Linked DNA regions of Mus musculus: all the other regions are linked to region 1. A link is a contact called in public HiChIP or PLAC-seq and promoter capture Hi-C data. All regions are on one chromosome and are shown on one strand. Each heading gives the region's core, a stretch centred on a gene start, on an enhancer-like site or on the middle of the called end of the contact. The rest is flanking DNA. Distances are from core to core; before and after follow the strand shown. Region 1 holds the start of Thada (thyroid adenoma associated). Region 2 overlaps Gm35551 (a long non-coding RNA gene). Region 3 has its middle 29 kb from the start of Gm35551. Region 4 overlaps Gm35551 (a long non-coding RNA gene).

What was found. Promoter capture Hi-C pulls out the DNA fragments that hold promoters and counts their contacts. HiChIP or PLAC-seq counts read pairs in DNA pulled down with a chosen protein or histone mark.
Region 2: a contact with region 1 is called in an H3K4me3 HiChIP or PLAC-seq map of bone marrow-derived macrophages, with 5 times the contacts expected there. The contact joins the enhancer-like site here to the promoter of Thada in region 1. A contact is called at or near these places in 9 of 39 promoter capture datasets (the C10 cell line, cranial neural crest, embryonic stem cells and 6 more), 1 of 15 datasets of contacts at CTCF or cohesin (large pre-B cells), 4 of 484 Hi-C or Micro-C datasets (the N1E-115 cell line, bone marrow-derived macrophages and embryonic stem cells), 5 of 115 datasets of contacts at active chromatin or transcription factors (T-cell acute lymphoblastic leukemia, bone marrow-derived macrophages, large pre-B cells and 1 more) and 2 of 9 other capture datasets (adipose tissue and liver).
Region 3: a promoter capture Hi-C map of pre-B cells shows a contact between it and region 1, with 4 times the contacts expected there. The contact joins the enhancer-like site here to the promoter of Thada in region 1. A contact is called at or near these places in 6 of 39 promoter capture datasets (the 3T3-L1 cell line, the C10 cell line, HPC-7-derived erythroid cells and 2 more), 3 of 484 Hi-C or Micro-C datasets (the Ba/F3 cell line, CD4 T cells and embryonic stem cells), 3 of 115 datasets of contacts at active chromatin or transcription factors (Th17 cells, large pre-B cells and pancreatic cancer cells) and 2 of 9 other capture datasets (adipose tissue and embryonic stem cells).
Region 4: a contact with region 1 is called in an H3K4me3 HiChIP or PLAC-seq map of bone marrow-derived macrophages, with 5 times the contacts expected there. The contact joins the enhancer-like site here to the promoter of Thada in region 1. A contact is called at or near these places in 4 of 39 promoter capture datasets (the HPC-7 cell line, liver, neutrophils and 1 more), 3 of 115 datasets of contacts at active chromatin or transcription factors (astrocytes, bone marrow-derived macrophages and pancreatic cancer cells) and 1 of 9 other capture datasets (embryonic stem cells).

The regions. Positions count from the first base shown.
Region 1 is chr17:84,464,850-84,467,549 of GRCm38.p6, reverse strand. Thada (thyroid adenoma associated) reads left to right here and starts at 1,342. Exons shown (of 38, transcript NM_183021.3): 1 at 1,342-1,456.
Region 2 is chr17:84,033,485-84,036,328 of GRCm38.p6, reverse strand. It overlaps Gm35551 (a long non-coding RNA gene), which reads left to right. Exons shown (of 6, transcript XR_385838.3): 4 at 439-607. Among named protein-coding and RNA genes, the nearest start is that of 8430430B14Rik, 36 kb to the right of the region's middle. Within about 2 kb of position 1,273, at least 15 of the 459 cell types and tissues checked have an H3K27ac peak or open chromatin away from gene starts, as enhancers often do. A contact at or near this core is called in bone marrow-derived macrophages, where this site is marked.
Region 3 is chr17:84,111,134-84,114,052 of GRCm38.p6, reverse strand. No RefSeq gene overlaps it. Among named protein-coding and RNA genes, the nearest start is that of Gm35551, 29 kb to the right of the region's middle. Within about 2 kb of position 1,527, at least 132 of the 459 cell types and tissues checked have an H3K27ac peak or open chromatin away from gene starts, as enhancers often do. A contact at or near this core is called in adipose tissue and pre-B cells, where this site is marked.
Region 4 is chr17:84,060,371-84,063,300 of GRCm38.p6, reverse strand. The region is part of intron 1 of Gm35551 (a long non-coding RNA gene); the gene reads left to right. Among named protein-coding and RNA genes, the nearest start is that of 4933433H22Rik, 17 kb to the left of the region's middle. Within about 2 kb of position 1,395, at least 48 of the 459 cell types and tissues checked have an H3K27ac peak or open chromatin away from gene starts, as enhancers often do. A contact at or near this core is called in the HPC-7 cell line and bone marrow-derived macrophages, where this site is marked.

The DNA of each region.
Region 1 (2,700 bases), core at 93-2,592:
AGCACAGTAGAGAACGGCATATTAACAGTGAGTCAAAGAATTGTCACCACTCAGTTTTAGGTGAGTGACCTGAAAGCAATGCCAAAAGATGTGAATCGGTGGATAACAGACACAAAATCAACCAAGCTATTGTTTAGTGATACTGTAAGACCCCTGAAGCTTGGCCTCCGCTCAAGTCCCAGGATAAGTTGGCCAGCACCCCAAAGACGGGAGAGAAAATCACACTGATGCAAACTGCAAGAGGTTTTATTATCAGCTAGCTGAGGACAAACTCCTTCCGCCATGCAGGTCAGGGGAGTTTGACCCGACCCCGATGACCCCAGTGACAGTAGGGGGCTTTTAATAGCTAGCTGAGGAGTTGGGAAGAGTTGGGCGGAGTGTCCTTGGTGAAATTTACAAGGCAGAAGGAGTGGGGAGTGAGTTCTTTCTGAATTTTTATCTTCCCCTAACCCTAACCCTGAGTCCTTGGCACAGGAAGCCAGGCAAGTGCTGGCTGGGTCTTTTACAATTATCGCATCTCTGGTTGTAAAGTATAGAAACAAAAAGGCTTTTTGCTGGCTATAGAGAACAAAGAGCTTCTTTCTAGCTGTATTTTTATAGGTCAGGGAAAACAAGCTTGGGGAAATGTTTTAGGGGCTTTACCTTTCAAGGAGAAACGCTTTAAGTCAGGGTCTCACAATACACGTGGCAAAACCACAAAGAAATACAAAGTTTGATAGAAAAGCCATCCACCTGATGAACCTAATTTTCATTGTTTTTCCCAACTATGTATCTCAGAGCCCAGGCCAGCATCCCGGCCTTTTCAGCATCTTGTCCGTTCTGTGATCTTGTCCCTTGTCCCAGCTCCTTACTAAGGTGATATAGGTCTCTAATTTTTACTCAGTTTTAAAGGACTGGACTGCAAGATAGTCTGTGAGTTGTGTAAAAGATGCAGCCTTTAAGGCAGCGTTTAAGGCTCGGACAGTGGAGTTCAAGTCGTTGCTCTTGGCTTCAGTTCCCGTCCCTGGCACAACCGTCCCCGAGTGTAGATTTTGCCTGTCTCTGCGCTGGGCACAGTGAATGTAGAAAGTCTGGGTTGGAACAGAAATGTCGGCCTGACACCTAGAGGTGTGGAGGCTGCTGCTCTGCCAGCCAGAAGGAGGTGAGGGGCATGCAATTCCCAGCAGTCACCATCATAGGCTCGCTTATCAAGAACTGTTTAGTCGCGGGCTCTCTAAATCCCCTCGCAAACGCCCTCTTTGATGACGTCACAACCCACCCTCACTTCTGATTGGAGGAGCGGCACTCGGCCGCTCTCGCGATATTTCCGTGCCAGCTTCCAGCCCTGCCTCCCTTCGCCGGGGACCGGTTTTTGGATCGCGCACCACGTTACAAGCCGCAGGGACGCGGTAGACTTGACGGGCTTCCGGGTCTCGTCCAGAGGTGGCGACGCTTTGCAGACGTCCTCGGGCACGAGGTTTGGCTCGCGGGCGCGCTGCCTGCCAGGCACGCGGGCGCGGGGGACCGACTTCGCCACAGCGCGGCCGGGGCAGCTTGCAGGCCACCCCGAGGGTGCCAGCCGTGGCTTCCGGGCGCTGAGGTCTCCATGGAGACAGACAGCCCTTGAACCACGTTTTCATCCGTCCTTCTGTCAGTCTTTGGACTCCACGTGGGAGGCGGTCGGGAAGGTGTAGATGTAGATGGGCGGGAAGCAGCAAGTGGCACCTATGGGCAGATGCCCATCAGGCTGAACCGGGATTTTCGGCTCTGGGCCGGCCCAGTTCACCCGGACACACGTTTACCCTTAGAACGCGCAGAATCACCGAGTCTATCTCTGTGTAGTCCCTAGGACTCCGGGATCAAATACTGCTGCAAACTTGCCATTTCAAATCACAAGTGTCCCCTCAGTTTCCTTCCTCAGTACTTTCTCAGTACTTTGCACGCTGGCTGCTCGTTTGGGAAATTATTTCCCTAAACTTAACCCAGAACTTCAAGGCCTTTCCTTGTTGTCTCTCTGTCTGGCTGTGTTCATTAACTTTTTTGCTTGACTGCTCATTTGCCGTTGCTGTAGTGACTTGCCGTCCAAATGGACTATAAATGCTTCAGTTTCTGGAGCGGTATGCCACTTAGCTGTAGCATGTCCTTTTAGGTACCAGGTAGCCCACCTTCCTTCTAAAAGTATATATGTCCCTCCTATAATATCTCTAGCAATTGTTAATTAAGAATTCCTTGATTTAGTTCATGAAATTTTAATAAAGCATTTACTACATGCATGAACGACTAAGGAGTTAAGAACGGGAACACTGAACACAACTATTCAGTTCATTGCAACCTTTATGGAGCTTAGTGCTAGGAAAAACAGGCAATAGACAGGTGTGCCAGTTAGTGTAATCTTAGGTAGTAATACATGCTGTGAAAGAAATCTGAAATGAATGGCAGAGGAAGCTGGGGCCAGATTGTTTTCAGGCCATACACCCAAATTTGGATGTAACTAATGCATTTTATTTAGTGCAAGGGAAAACCTTTGGGAAGTTTATAAGCAAGTGCATGGTTAGATTGCTTTGATTCTTCAGAGACAAGTAGGGACAACAAGGAAGCTATGTCAGGAGTTTAAGTGACGCATGCTGAGTCGTTTTCTGCCTGGGAGGGTCTGCAGGTAGACCATTCCTCAGTGGCCACGGAGGTCTGCCTTTGACTTAAGCTGGAATCTGTATCCTCAAA
Region 2 (2,844 bases), core at 24-2,523, 430 kb after region 1:
CTTTCTCGTGAAATCCCAGTGGTCTCTTAGGAAACACGCCAGTCTGTGGCCAGATTGTGACATGCGCAGAGATTTCCTGCCGCCAGGTGTCTGCTGCATCCTGTCTCAGAGGTTCCTAACTGTACCCTGCAGAGCACTAAAGGGACCTCCAACGCTCTTTCTGTGCAGAAAGGGTGTGCCTAGGTGACCCTTAGCAGACACTGGGTAGGTACAGTGGCGCATGTCTTTAATCTCAGCACTTGGGATGCAGAGGCAGCCTTCTCCACAGAGTGATTCCCATAGTTACGTAGTGAGCTACACCCTGTGCCCTCCTGTGGAAGTACAGAATTTGGATGGCTCAGTCAGCAAAGTGCTTTCTGCACAAGCGTTGGCACCTCAATTTGATTACCAGTACTCATTTAAAAAAGCCGCTGTGGTGACACATGCCTGTACTTCCAGGTCTAAAGAAGCAGAGAAAAGAGAATCTTGCAGCCAGTCGAGGCCGGGCTGAGATGGTAGTGCTACCAAGTGCAAGTATGCCTAACAACCTGAGTTTGACCAATGCAACCCATGAGAGAAAGCCAGATACAGCTGAATGCATCTATAAACCCAACATTCTTCTATTGAGGTGAGAGGCAGAGGCAGGGGAATCACCCAGAAGCTTCACACAGAAGCTTTCAAGCACAGCTATCCCGGAGTCCATGACAGAAACAACCGAACCCCATCTCAAAAAGGGAGGAGAAAACACTCCCGAGAGCTGTCCTGCCACTGTGACATGTGTGTGACCATACTCAGACATATACATCACACACTATGACCTCTGGCCTCTGCAAGCCTGAGTACACAAATGTACCCAAATAAACACACACATACACACACATACACACACACACACACATACATACACACACACACACCACACACACCACACACACACACACACACACACGTTGCTCTGGTACCTTTATCCTGGTCTGAGGCCTCCTCTAGAGATATCTGTCTGCCCAGTCTGGCTGAAGGGTGGCAGCACCCACTAGTTTCTGGCACATAGAGGCACTCTATGAGGTGACATTCAATGTATACGCCACAGTATCATGGACCTAATGGTAGCCTGGGTACTAGACTAAAATCCTATGGCTAGAATAGGGCTCCTCCTTCATGGATCTTACAGCACAGTGGAGACAAGGCAGAAAGCAGAAAGGAGTGAAAGAGGAAGAAGGGAGGAAGGAGTAGGGGAGGAAGGAGTAGGGGAGGAAGTGGAGAAGGAAGTAGAGAAAGAAATGGAAGAGGAAGGAGCGGAGAAGGAAGTGGAGGAAGAAGGAGTGGGGAAGGAAGTAGGTGGAGGAGGAAGTAGGTGGAGGAGGAAGTAGGTGGAGGAGGAAGTAGGTAGAGGAAGGAGTGAAGGAAGAAGTAGGTGGAGGAGGAAGTAGGTGGAGGAGGAAGTAGGTAGAGGAAGGAGTGAAGGAAGAAGTAGAGGAGGGAGGAGTCACAGTTCTGTAGGGGGATTTGGGTGGACAGGATTTTAGACCAAGGGCTGAAGCCCACTCCTCTTTAGAAACAGTCTGAAATAGAAGGATGGATTGGAGCCAAACAGAAACAGGCAGCATGGAGAGAGGGCTCTAGCAAAGAGGGCAGGAGACACAGGGGTCCTGAAGTGGAGGCAGAGACCCAGGAGGGCCTCAGCAGAGAGAGCAAACTCGAAGGCAGCAGTAACGGTCCCTGGTGAAGCCAGGGTCAGATCAGGGTCCTTTCGTTTCTCTTGGGGGTCAGGCACTCTACCACCCTAGGAGCTTATAAGAAGAACGTTGAATGCACTCCTTCTCAGTGGGACAGGAAACCCTTGAAATGCATGTGATCACCAAATCACGGGTGGGCAGGAGACAGGAAGGGAAGGCAGTGGGAGCCACTGAGGGGTTCTGATAAGGCCTCGAGCTTCAGTGTGGTGGTGCACTGACAGTAGACAGCAACCATGCCAGGAGAACTATATGCGGGTCCTGCCTCCCGGTGTCACAGCAGGTCTGGGTTTGTTCTGTTCCAGGTCTGGAGACCGATGCCCCCTGGGACCGCCCCCCCCCCCCCCGTAGGAGTCAGGCAACATCCCACCTAGCGCTGCACAACTGCAGGGCAGAGGAGGCGAACAGTGAACTCCAACGGCTCTCAGTCTTCAGCCCTCTCTCTGGGTCCTCAGACACGGGCTGCTAGAGCTGGGGCTGGGAGCATCCTAAAGGGTCCTGCCCGAGGAGCCCTTGGAAGTCAGTGGACCCTTCAGTAGGCGGGGCCTATCTGAAGTTTGTCTTTGGGAGGGCGTGTCCTCAGAGCCGCTAAGGGATCTCTTTCTCTTTGATTCTTGGCTCCCACGAAGGTAGTGGCCTTCTGTGCCCCACACTCCTACCATGACCTCTGTGTTGCCACAAAATAATCGGACCAACCAATGGTGGGTGGCGACCTTCCAAAAGCACGGGCAAGGCTTCTCTCCTTTAAGCTGGTCATCTCAGATTTTTGTTTGTTTGTTTGTTTTTGCCGCTATAGTGGAAATCTAGCGAACTCAGGGACATCCCCCTGTGGCGGGAGTTAAAGTGTTTTACTCTCCTTTCTGTTGCTATGATAAGATATCCTGACCCTCCCGCCGCCCCCCCCCCCCCAAAAAAAAAGCAACTTAGGGGAAAAGGGACTCATTTGGCTTGCCTTTGCAGGTTATAGTCCATTTTTGCAGGGAACTCCTGGAACCAGGGAACATGAAAGCAGCACACCCACCACCAGGAGCAGGGGGAAAATAAACAGATCCTTTCTCAATGGCTGCTCTGCTCTGCCAACTTCCTTCACTCATATACCGTGGGACTCCGCTCATGACATAGAGCCACCTGC
Region 3 (2,919 bases), core at 278-2,777, 350 kb after region 1:
CTTCACAGATGGGGTCTTGCCCTCTGTACACCCATTTTAAATCAAAAGTGCCCCCCAGAAAGTCTAGGCAGCATGAAGTCCAGGCTGGGGGTGGAGTTGGGGAGCCAGCCGGGATTCCCAGGATAAAGTTTAGTAGGCTCCTGAGTCTTTGAAGTCTGCCAGTCCAAGCCCACATGGACTGGTGGGGGATATCACATAAGGGCAGGTTTGAGGAATGAGGAGCCCTACCTATGTACCCTGAGCCTGACCCTCATCAGATCTGCAGAAGGCAGAAGCAGAAGAAGGTAGGGCGGTCTTCAGCCCTGCCTGCATATCTCTGTCAGACCCTTGCTCCACATTGGTGGCTTTACCCACTGGGAAAGTCAGCAAACTCAGCCTCAGCCCCACCTTGAGCTCTTTTACTGCTGGTGAGACTTCCCTACACTGTGGTCTTCCCAAGCTGCTTGTATCTAGCCAAACACAAAATTCCCCCTCCTCCAGGAAGCCTTCCTAGATGGCCCCAGGCTTCAGGGATTTTCTCTGGCTCCAAGCTTTTTGCAGGACTTCTCACATATATTTCATTGTCTTGTGCAAGTGTTATTTGATCCCATCTTTAGAAGCTCGGACCACTAGGTGGAAGACTTTGTGCTGCCTCTTTTCCTGGAGCTCTGGGAAGGTCTAGGGGGACAGAACATGCCTGTTAACTTTGTTTTAGACAGGGTCTCACATAGCCCAGGCTGGCCTCACATTCACTATGTAGCCCAGGCTAGTCTTGAACTTACTGGTCTCTAGTCTCAGCCTCACAAGTGCTGCAACTAAAGTGATTTTAAGATCAGCTGTAACCATGTGGGTGTGGTCTTGCCCCTGGGGCACATTGGCAATGTCCATTGATAATGTCTGGGTGTGTGGGTGGGGCCTGGATGCTAATGGTATCTTAGAATAAGTGTCAGAGATACAGTCATTGTCCTACAAGGCACAAAGAATAGTGCCCAGGTTATGAACACTGATTGAAATAAATTCAGATCTGGTATTTTTATTATAGTGACCAGGGTCAGTGGGTCCCACCGGAGACATCAGCACTCCCTGGGAGGATTGACAGAGCAAGGTTTGAATCAACTGTAACTGTTCCTTCTCTGTCCTCCATAGTTTTGGGTGCCCTGAAACACTTTTCTGGTCTGAATGTGGCTTGTGCAAGTGGAGGTGGGCCTGAGCCAAGGAGGAGGGTCCAGACCTGAATTAGAGTCCTTAGGGTAGTGTGGCCAGCCCTTGGGAGCAGAGAGTGCCTATAAATGGGGATGGAGTGACCCCTTTCAGTCCCAATGGACTGAGGTCCTCAGCTGTTCCTGTGTGCTCAGCATTTCTGTCTGCTGATGGGTGGGGCACTCTTCCCATAGCCAGATGTGGGAGGTGGTTGTGGCAATAACTGCCCTCCTGGGAAACAGCTGTCAGAACAGGACCGCTTTGACGAGCACATCAAAGCTGCTTGCACATCTCCTAGGAACTGACTGGGTGGGTGGGACAGAGCAGAGCCTTCAGCCAGGAACAGCTGTTGGCCAGGCCCCAGTGCAGCGCTGGAGGCCAAGGAAGGCATCCCCGTTAGCTGGGGGTTAGGAATGTCCCAGAGGCTAGTCATCGTGACACAGCTCTCCTCTGCATAATTCTAGGTGGGCTTGGGCTGTCCGGGGTTCTTGGTGACCCCCTGTCGCCTGTGGAGAACTCTGTAGGGGCCTGGCTCCCTCCTGAGGGCGGTGCTCCTAAGGAGGGGCAGGGAGGGACTCTCTTTCCTTTTCAAGCCATGGAGAGCAGGGGCACTTCCCTGTGAAGGCTCTAGCCTGTTTTTCCTTTCAAAGGGCCCAAACCTGACTAAGCAAAGGATGGGGCTTTGAGGAGAACAGGAAGCCAAGCTTCCCTGCTCTCACATTCTCCACAGCGAGGCCCCACGGCATCTCCTGAGGGCCAGGAGAGTACACGTATGTGAGACATGGGAACAGGCCCAATATCCTTGGATCTTATCCCATGGCATTGTGGGGCAGGGAATGTTCTGGGACCAGTCCTGGAACCAGATGCTGCAATATATAGGAAACAAGAACTTTAATTCCCCTAAAGCTTTGGCTTGCTCATCCGTAAATGGGTTTACTGACACTTCCTGTGCTCTAGGTTGTTGGGAGAGTTGGAGGGAAGGTACTAGAGGTGTGCCTGTGTCTGTGTGTGTATGTGTGCGTGCGTGTGTGTATCTGTGTGTATGTGTGCATGTGCGTATCTGTGTGTGTATGTGTGTGTGCGTGTGTGTGTATCTGTGTGTATGTGTGTATCTGTGTGTATGTGTGCATGTGTGTATCTGTGTGTGTATGTGTGCGTGTGTGTGTGTATCTGTGTGTATGTGTGCATGTGCGTATCTGTGTGTGTATGTGTGTGTGCGTGTGTGTGTATCTGTGTGTATGTGTGTATCTGTGTGTATGTGTGCATGTGTGTATCTGTGTGTGTATGTGTGCGTGTGTGTGTGTATCTGTGTGTGTGTCTGTGTGCGTGTGTGTGTGTATCTGTGTGTGTGTCTGTGTGTGTGTAGTTGGTGCTCACGACATGCTGCCAAACGTGGCTATAATATTATAAATCTAGCGTTGTAATCTTCACAGTGGCCTTTTCAGTGGCTGGCATGAAGTTTTAAGGTGGCCTGTATCGCTTTAGCTTAGAGTGAAAGCAAGGCTCTCTCTCTGGGAGGAGCCCTGAGGTGTGGCAGTTGAGAGAGATGGGCCCCAGGAACGTTTTAGGCACTTGGGTTCAGGATAAAAACGGCAGGTGTGGCATATCTGGGGCTACAGCTAGGGTTGGCTGGGTTCCTGTCACCTTAAGGGACTGTGTGTGTCAGTGTGTGCAGGTGGGTGACTGTGGTTCGTGACCTGTTTGAGCTTGTGTGTGTGGGACAAGTGTGTAACCAGGTGG
Region 4 (2,930 bases), core at 146-2,645, 400 kb after region 1:
AGCCCACGTTATCTCACCAGCCTTCTCCTGCTACTACCCAGTGGTGACCCAGGCACGTCTCAAGCACCACCAAATGTCACCAAATGTCGCCAAATGCACGCTCACAATCAAATAAACGCAACAGCACCAGACTGTTACCCAAAGCACAGAACGAACACCTGAGTGTCTGTGCTTGTGTAGAGGAAGGGCAGACTAAATAAACTGGAGAAAAGATAGAAACCCCTGGTGCAGGAGGATTGCAGATGATTGAGGTAGATACTCAGAGGACTTCCAGTCAGCACAGATTTCAAAGACGAAGAAAGCCCTGGCAGAGGCATGGCCTCCTTCAGCCAGTTGTCAGGGCTAATCTCACCTGGATGTGCGCTCTATGTGACATAACGAGAGGGCACTTTACCTCCGTGGTCTTCCTTTACAAACCTGGAAGTCCAGTCTAACCCTCAGAAAAAAAACATTAGACAAGTTCTAGCTGAAGGTTGATGTACAGTACTCAAAAAAGTCAAGACAAGGGACGTCTGAGAAGCTGTCACAGTTGAGGAGACATGATAACTCGGTGTAGAGAGTCTCTCAGAACAAAAAGGATGTTAGGTGAAGGAGCTAAGGCGACTGAATGAAGTGGACGTATACTTTAGTAACACTGCTTGTAACGTCACCCATCTGATCAGGATGTGTCCACATTGGCTTATGGGATGTGACGAATGAGCCCTGTCAGTTCGAGGTGCCATTGAGGGGAGAGAAGATGGGAACTCACCATCTTTGTGATTGCTCCCCATAAATGTAAAACTATACCAAAATAAAAATTATATGTAGAAAGCTGGGGCCTTTGTGTTCCCTGCTTATGGTTGAGACAGCTGGAAATAGGAGTAAGCTTTGACAATGTTTCAAGGAGGTTCAAAGAAGATTCAGGGTGAAGAAATCTAGCCAAGGAGACAGTGTCTAGGTAGAAGTTCTGTGCTTGTCCTGGCCTGAGAAGAGGTGCCACAGGACAAGGTGTCTTGAGGCTTTTCACTGTTTGGGGAGAACGTTTGGAGATGAGAGGGTGGGGAAGTATTCTGGTATTCCTTCTATCGAAAGACGGGTCTCATATCCTCTTGTGCAGTGTCAGGGTTTATGGCTATGTTGACCAATACACTTGAGGAAAGCGATGTTGTATGCAGACCTAGGCTTTTAGAAAGTGTTTTCGTTTGTTTGTTTGGTTGGTTGGTTGGTTTTTCGAGACAGGATTTCTCTATAGAGCCCTGGCTGTCCTGGAACTCACTTTGTAGACCAGGCTGGCCTCGAAATCAGAAATCTGCCTGTCTCTGCCTCCCAAGTGCTGGGATTAAAGGCAAGGCCACCACCGCCCCGGTTTGTTAACTTCCACTTCCAGTCTTGTAGGATTTCTCACCCTTGGCACAAAGACACCATGCTGAGAGGAAGTCCAAGTGATAAGCCACAGCTGGTGGAGGCACAGAGGCCTGTGTGTAGAGGAAGAGGCCTCCCGCTCTCAGGTCTGGCTCTGTTCCCAGTTGACAGGCAGTCTTCACTTGCTAACCATGTGAGCCGTCTTGCAAATAGATCCTCCGATCTGCAGATGAGTGGCCCACAGTCACCATCTTGTGGAGCAGAAACTAACCCTTCTGTCTTAGTTAGGGTTTTACCGCTGTGAGCAGACACCATGACCAAGGCAACTCTTATAAGGACAACATTTAATTGGGGCTGGCTTACAGGTTCAGAGGTTCAGTCCATTATCATCAAGGCAGGAACATGGCAGTATCCAGGCAGGCATGGTGCAGGAGGTGAGAGTTCTATATCTCCATCTGAAGGCTGCTAGCAGAATACTGGCTTCCAGGCAACTAGGATGAAGGTCTTAAAGCCCACACCCACAGTGGTACACCTACTCCAACAGGGCCACACCTTCTAATAGTGCCACTCCCTGGGCTGAGCATATACAAACCACCATACCTTCTCACCATGACCTACCCAATGTAGATTCATGAGGTGATAAAGATGCATCACACTACTGAGTTTTGCATGGCAATCTGAACATCCAATGACGGGGCCTTGGTTGCCTCTGTGTGCTCAAGTGTAGTGTGGTGGGGAAGCAAGCCTGGAGCCAGATTGCCTGAGTTCAGATCCTGACTATACCAGGTATGGACTGTGCCATTCTCTGCAAGCTAGCTAGCATTTCTATGCCTGGGCTAAGTCCATTTGGAAAATGGAGAGGATGGAAGCCACGTAGAGTTACTAGGGAAGATGAAGTACCTGGCATGTGCATGATCGCTCAGCCTTTCTGAGTTCTGGGACGTGGGCCTGCTGAGCCCTCCACTGCATCACATGACCCTTGCCTGGCTTCCATCACTTTTCCTGCAGGGTCAAATCTTGCCTGTGAGATTGGCCTTCTTTACTCCCATAAGATTTTCTGGGGCCCTGGGCCCTCCCTTACCCACCCTGGTTCAGATTGCTGGTCTGGCTTCCTTTTGTCTGGACTCTTAGGAAATGAGAAAGAATGTCAGGTGGCAATGGAGAGAGACCCTGCTGTGGGGGTGGGGGTGGCCATTCTTGCTTACTAGGTTCACTGGGAAACAGAAGTCTTCCCATCTATCTCATGGGAAGACATGGATTTGCTGAAATAAGACCCCAGAGAGGGGTGCTGGGGGACGTAGGGTGAGCTTTAGCTTTTTCTAAGAAGTGCCCAATGACATAGGATGGTTCTTGAGAAAGCTCAGGTTTCATCTTAATTAGATTTAGCCAGAGAAAAGGGAATGTGTTGATGGGACTTTCCCACACGTCTTTGTACAGGATCTGAGAGCTCAGAAGGGCTTTGCATCCGGCTATTCCACGGGACTCCGGTGTCAACAACTCTGAGGGCTGCAGGGATGTAGTGACCTCATATTAAAGCTTTTCAAACCAAGATGGACACTGAAGTTCTCCTGGACTGTGGGGGTCTTTTA